Regions from separate parts of the Hordeum vulgare genome. Here region 1 is linked to region 2. Evidence: chromatin contacts called from public Hi-C data. All regions are on one chromosome and are shown on one strand. The core of a region is the stretch at or near the end of the contact, and the rest is flanking DNA. Distances in the headings are between cores, read along the strand shown.

What was found. Hi-C and Micro-C count contacts between places; a contact is called where the count stands out from the background.
Region 1: a Hi-C map of leaf shows a contact between it and region 2, with 2.2 times the contacts expected there. The contact joins the enhancer-like site here to the promoter of LOC123449491 in region 2. A contact is called at or near these places in 2 of 6 Hi-C or Micro-C datasets (leaf and seedling).

Annotation. Positions count from the first base shown.
Region 1 is chr4H:556,689,317-556,692,789 of MorexV3_pseudomolecules_assembly, reverse strand. No RefSeq gene overlaps it. Among protein-coding and RNA genes, the nearest start is that of LOC123450751, 5.1 kb to the right of the region's middle. Within about 2 kb of position 2,114, at least 1 of the 3 cell types and tissues checked has open chromatin away from gene starts, as enhancers often do. A contact at or near this core is called in leaf, where this site is marked.
Region 2 is chr4H:556,653,745-556,657,209 of MorexV3_pseudomolecules_assembly, reverse strand. LOC123449491 (3-ketoacyl-CoA synthase 6-like) reads right to left here and starts at 2,003. Exons shown (of 1, transcript XM_045126733.1): 1 at 378-2,003. The coding sequence starts at 1,950. The coding sequence ends at 547.

The DNA of each region.
Region 1 (3,473 bases), core at 865-3,364, 35 kb before region 2:
ACTCAATGCATTGGTCTTGTTATCTTTGATAATCAATGTAACCATATGAATCTTATAGAGCCTTGGTTGGACAATGGAACCTCAATATGGCGGCAGTCGACCATGAGGTTATTAGGACGTGGCTCCCATGTTATTCCTCACGAGATGCATGTAAGATGTTTATAATCACCATATTGATTTATTAGTTTGCATCCCAAGAAATGTATGCGACTCTAGATGAAACCTTAATCCATGTCCTATTTCTTTATTATTGTTTTTATCACCTGTGCTACTAGTCTGGGAAACTAGAACATTTTGAGATAATAAGTATTTACAGATATTTCCTTACCAAGCATCATTCACTTCCTAGATTCAATAAATCCTAGGGTCTCTAATGAAGAAGGCTATTTCCGACCCTAATGAAGAAGGTTATATCTACATTTGAAACTGGATTGAATGTAATTAAACCCCAATCAAAAAGTAGCAACAGAATGAGGATGTGCCTAGTAGTCCTATGGATACTCTCGAATTTCTCGGTAACGGGGTGTCGTCTCCATCCATCCAAAGCTCGATCGCGGCCTGCTCGAAGTGCATGATGTCATGCTAGACCAGAAGTGTTGCCCTGCTACGAGTTTTACTCGAGGAGACGAAACATTAGGGAAAGGAAGTGAGAAAGCATGTGGTCATTGTTGTAAGATTAACCTTTCCACCGGAATCTGAGGACCCAAGTGTGTACATATGTTAAGGTTCATGGTTCTCTTTGCGAAAACATTGTCGTTGGGCACGATCGAACCAGCATGCTATGTACCAAGTTCATATTAAGTCTGTCTAATTTTATTAGGCTCTAAATTTTCTGGACTAAGTCATTCCATTTTTCAAGTTTGTGTATGAAAATACTCCCAACATTCAAGTTGTTGTTCAAAATAGATCTTGATGAAGGCATCAAGCAGTCAACATGACTAATCTTTCTAGAGCTCTAGATCTATAACTATCTGATTTGCGAAAAGACTAGGTTGTGATGCGATATTAATTAGAAATACATTTTTAAAAGGAGGATAACCTATTCTGCATCATTGTGATGCACATAATCACATTTATTAAATGATGAGTATCAAAGTTCAGTGCATATAAATCTCAATAAAAAGGAAGAAGCCATGACCAGCGAAAATAAACTTACATGTCTACACATATAACCTATTATTAAACGATCATTCAAATTGGTTGCAACTACACATATAACCTATTATTAAACGATCATTCAAATTGGTTGCAAGTAACCCGTGCTACCATCTTTCACCGGTTGCATTCAGTATCCAAAAGCTCAGGTACCTCCGCATGCTAAAATGACCACGTATGAATCCATATTGTAGCTGTAAAAATGATTGACCCGTGGAGAAAGTGAAAAGGGTTTGTGTAGAATTTAGTCGACTGAGACTTAACAAAGTATCAGTCAAATGACATCAGCACGGTTATGATGCTGCAAGCGGCATGGCTGAATGCTATAAATGGTGATGAAAAATGTTGTGACGATACTGTAAGCAAGAACAACATATGCTACAACCGTTCTAACTAAAAATGTTACAACTGTAAAATAAAAAAGTTGCAACCGATGAGATGACGTTCTACAGTCGATGAGGGATGACATGCTACAACCAGCAAGACGGATGTTGCAGCTGACATAAAGAAATGTTGGAAACCATGGGACAAAATGCTACAAGCTCGACTGAGACTTTGTTAAATACCAGTCGACTTAGTTTTAGCAAGCCCCAAGTGAAAAACGTTTGAGCTTACTCGATAAATATGTGTACCATACAACAAAGAAATAATGCCCACGCACAGAGGAAATTAGAAGTATCTGACTATTCGGTAAAATAAAGCAAGATTAACATGCAATGCGTACTCCATAAACATAAAGCAAAGATGGCTAAAGGTGATGTTGCCTTCACTCGCCCACCTGTGCTTTAATGTCATTTGAGTCGGTACGTGATGCGGCCAGAATAGCGCTTGATTGCCCGGCTAGCAAATCATTTGACGTACGTCAACGACAACTTTGCCACGCCCGTCGTCAAGGCAAGGCATTGATCACAGTGAGAGTGGCTTGCCACATGGGCGTGTAGCCGTGAAGATAAGCCCAGGGGCATTGTCCGGCCGCGGGTGTCACTGTGCGGGACAACCACCGGCACCCGGCGGCTACACACGCTAATTAATCAAGGCCTTGACGGCCTTGAAAGTTTCCAACCATAAACCGCAACCTAATTTCCGTGTGGGTGACATATGGGCTCCGAATTGCCCTAGGTGTACTGAATTTCATTAAAAATTTGAACGTACATTAGGACGAGAGCGAAGGTAGTTATTATTTCCGGCAATGTCCATGTCGAGCAAACGAGTGAGACAGACAGGGGCGCTCAGCTTGTATGTATATCAATCATTCAAGCCTTTTGCAACAACCAACACGCCGACGAGCAGACGCCTTCTTTATGTGTATATATACATATATAGGTCAATTATAAAATAGTTACGTGAGTAAAACTGCGGCGTTGGAAACGTGATAAAGCCAGAGTAAAGCTGCATCTCATGCAAGAAATCACAACTGAAAACGTGAATGAACATTGAGCTGTGGTTTGGGCGAGGTATATAGCTTTCGAACTCAGGAGCACAATCACATCGCCCCTCTCGCTAAATAGGGTCTTTTTATGGTGAGTCTTTGTTCGAAGTTAACTAGAATTTCAGTTCTAGGCTCGCAAGAATTTACTTCCTCAATTTTGAAATATAAGATTTTTTAAAGATTTCATTAAAAGACTACATACGAAGCAAAATGAATGAATCTACATTTTAAAATATGTCTATATGCATTCGTATGTAGTTTATAATGCAATGTTTAAAAGGTCTTATATATATTTAGGAACGGACGAAATAGATCATTATCGGTGTTCGGAAGGCTTATATGCATACTTGAGATTTTATAGGTTTTCATGTTTACAAATGGACATAGTACAACTACTCGATTAGTGCTAGTTTGTGGTGGATTTCGCAAGGCGTGCCAAAATATACGCATATATAGCGATTAAATTGGATGGAGATTAGCAACAACCTGTTTGTCCCTAATATGGGTCGAAGCGAAACTGCGAGTGCATGTCATTCCTGTTTCTTAATTAGCTCGATCACCATGTCTCCATCATGTAATTTAGGTTCCCTTCTGTGTAAACTAATTAACGGTGAGTACCATTGATCATCTATTTCCAAATTCCAACTACCCGAGAGGTCCAAACGTCTCTTCCACGTCATGTAGTGGCCAAGTCTATATAGATCGACCACGACTCACATGATGCGCCTCGCGTCCCTCGTGTACACCCCCCCCCCCCCCACGCGTCGCCCCCGTGGCGATCGAGGGGACCCTAGCGTTGTCGGCCCCGCCCCTGCTCCCTCCTCTCCTCCTCGCCGTCGTCGGGCAAAGCCCAGCTGGCATCGGCGGCGGGACTTCTTCTCCCCTCTGC
Region 2 (3,465 bases), core at 754-3,253:
TTTCTAGGGATTCTACTAGAGGACTACATACGGATATATATAGACATATTTTAGAGTGTAGATTCATTCATTTTGCTTCGTATATAGTCACCTAGTGAAATCTCTTAAAAAACTTATATTTAGGAACGGAGGGAGTAGCATGCATTTTGTATTACTATCCATTTGATGTTTATCAAATGAAATTATTCTAAAATAATTAACCAACACAAAGATAAATTTTATTTTCACAAATAAGATAAATACTTCCTCCGTTTTAAAATAAGTGTCTCGAGTTTAGTATTACTTTATATTAGAGTTAGTATAAAATTAAGATATTTATTTTGGAAGAGTGAGTATTTGACAATAAATATTTAAAACATTGTTCAATGAAATTTAGGTAAATCAAAGAACAATATCATACGGTATATTATTTGGCACAACGTGAACATGCATGATGAACAGTAATCCTTTGGGCGATAACAAACAGTTAATGGGGTAAACGGAAAATTATTTAATGAAACACGAGCATGACGCAGTGTAATCGTCTCGATGGCCAGCGGTGGTGGGCTAATGGGTGAGAACGTCGGGAATGTCCACCGGGTATCTGTGGATGGACGTCGCCCACGGCCCATCAGCGTTGCGCGCGGGCTGGATGCACTCCCACGCCGCGCCGTTGCACTTGAAACCAGACCCGAAGCCGATCATCCACACGCGGTCGCCCTTGCGCATGCGGCCCTTGGCCTCGATGTACCCGAGCTCGTACCACAGCGAGCTGCTCGACGTGTTCCCGAACTTGTGCAGCGTCATCCGCGACGCCTCCACCTGCTCGTCGGAGAGCCCGAGGTTCTTCTGCAGCTCGTCGATGATGGCGCGGCCGCCGGCGTGGATGCAGAAGTGCTCGAACGCCGTGCGGAAGTCGGGGATGTACGGCTTCACCCGCCTGTTGATCGCCTTCCGCGCGACGAAGGAGTAGGCGAACTTGAGCTGCTCGCTGGCCGGCAGGACCAGCGGCCCCATCGCGGTGATGTTCGCCTTGAGCGCGTCGCCGGCGATGTTCATCAGGTCCTTGCTGAGGTTGATCCCGCGGTGGCCTTCGCCGTCCTCCTCCTGGAACACGCACCGGTACGCGCCGTCCTGGGCGCCGGTGAGCGTGCGTATGAGGTGCTTGAGGCGGAACCGGGCCTTCGCCGGGGACGTCGACAGCAGCGCGGCCGCCCCGCCGATGCGGAAGAGGCAGTTGGGCAGGAGCATTGCGCGCTCGATCCCGAGGTAGTAGTTGGGCGTGATGGTCTCCGTGGAGACGACCAGCGCGTGCGCGCCATGGGGGGCCACCTGCAGCAGGTTCCTCGCGAGCCCCACGGCGATGAGCCCCGCGCTGCACCCCATGCCGGAGAGGTGCATGCTGCGGATGTCGCTCCGCAGCTTGTACTTGTTCACGATCATGTCCACCAGGGACGGCGTGGGGCAGAACAGGCTGCAGTTGACGATGAGTATGTCGATGGCCTCCGGGGCGATGCCGGTCTTGGCGAGCAGGTCGTCGATGGCCGAGAAGGCCACGAGCTCGAACTCGGCGCGGGCGGCGTCGACGGTGCAGTACTTGTGCGTGCCGATGTAGTGGTGCGCCGGCGGCAGGCAGGTCTCCTCCCCGAGCCCCGAGCGCTCCAGCAGCCGCGTCATGAACCGGATGCTTCGCTCGTTGAGCTCCGGCAGCAGCTTTGCGTGCTCGAGGAAGCTGGCGAAAGGGATGCGGCAGGTGTGCGGGGTGCGGAAGCCGGCGTAGTCGACGAGGTACACCGCGCGGGGACGCAGCATGAGGTACACGACGGCCGCCGCGGCCGGGAGGAAGCAGGCCAAGAACATGTGCGCGGGCCGGAGCTCCGAGAACCGGCTGGCCAGCTCCTCCGGCCCGACCCGCACAATCGCGACGAGGGCGGCGGCGGCGAGACCGACAGTGACGATGGACGGGCTCATGGTGCTCGATCGTCTATCCAACTCGGCGAGTGTAGTCTTCTCTAGTCTAGTGTAAAGCATGGATATTTTTGGTGCGTTTGTTAGTGCCAATTATAGGCGAGCTACTAAAAAAGCACGCACAGGTCATATCGTCATCAATATGCCGCGCAATTACTACAGTTCATTGGTGGCATGGTAGTAGGGAGAGCCAGGCAGCTTGATTTTTCAAATGTACTACCAATAGGATCTTCCTTTTTTTATTTGAATGTAGTATATACTTATAGCGTCTCCAACAGCCGCGCTTCGCGCCGCGCCCAAAAAAATTATTTGCCGCGCGCGCTTCGGCTGGTTTGGCGCGTCGCGCAGCGCTGGCTCCAGCAGCAGCGCTAAAATGCAGCGCGCGCCGCTCCGGCAGCGTGCGCAAAAATGCAAACATGTGAATTTGACACAAACAAGTTGATGCATAAAAGTTCATGCTCACAAGTTTAAAATGCAAACAAGTTCAAGACATATAAATGAAAGACACATCAATCATCATCTTCCTCGTCTTCGTCCTAATCTTTCAAAGACGATTCTTCCGCCTCCGTAGATGAATCTTCCTCCCTAACCTCATCACGCACCGCATCACGTGAAGCTCCGACGGTGTTGGCAAGATCTTCAACGGCGACCGGAGGTGCACCCATGCCTCCCATGGCGGCCGGAGGTGCACCCATGGCGGCCATAGCGTCGGAGGGTGCTCCAAAGCCACCCATGCCTCCCATGACGGCCGGAGGTGCACCCATGCATCCCATGGCTCCAAAGCCACCCATGCACGTCGTCATTTCGTCGAACACGTGGTGCGCGTCGGCCGCTGGCTCAACGAGTGAGCTCGCCGGTGCTTCGGTAGACGCCGCGCCGGTCCGCCGCCCTGCAAGCTTCTTCTTCGTCTTCGAGCTCCCGGAACCGTCCGCCGCCTTCTTCTTCGCAGATGTTTTTCCTTTCTTCGACCCCGCCGCGGCGGCACGGGACGGGACGGCGGCGGCACGGGACGGCGCCGGCGCGATGCCACCCGTCGGCGTCGTCATCCGCGGCGGCAAGAAGAGGCTGCGCGCGAGGCCGACGGTCGGCGGAGCTCCGGCGGTGGCGGCGCCAACGCTCGGCGCGCTAGGGTTTACGACGACGACGGCGGGGGGGGGGGGGGGGGGCTCGCGGCTGTACAGCGGGGGTGAGCGGGGTGCCGGTCTGCGCGTCCATGGTGGCAGGGGCGCTGGCGCCGGCGCGCGCGGTGCGAAGGAGGAAGAAAGAGAGAGAGTTCGCGCGCGCGCTCGAGTCTGCCGCGCGCGAAAGTGAGCGCTCCAAATTACCAGCGCGGGATAAGGCTATGGACAACGTGCCCAACTTGTTTTAGCGCGCGCGCGGTTTTTGCACGCCCGCTGGAGCATCCCTCCGCGTCGCGCGCGCTAAAAGGGCATATTTTTGGACGCGGCGCTTGTTTTGCGCTGCTGTTGAAGATGCTCTTATACAACATGATGGGGGTCTTCTAGACGAAAAAGTTGG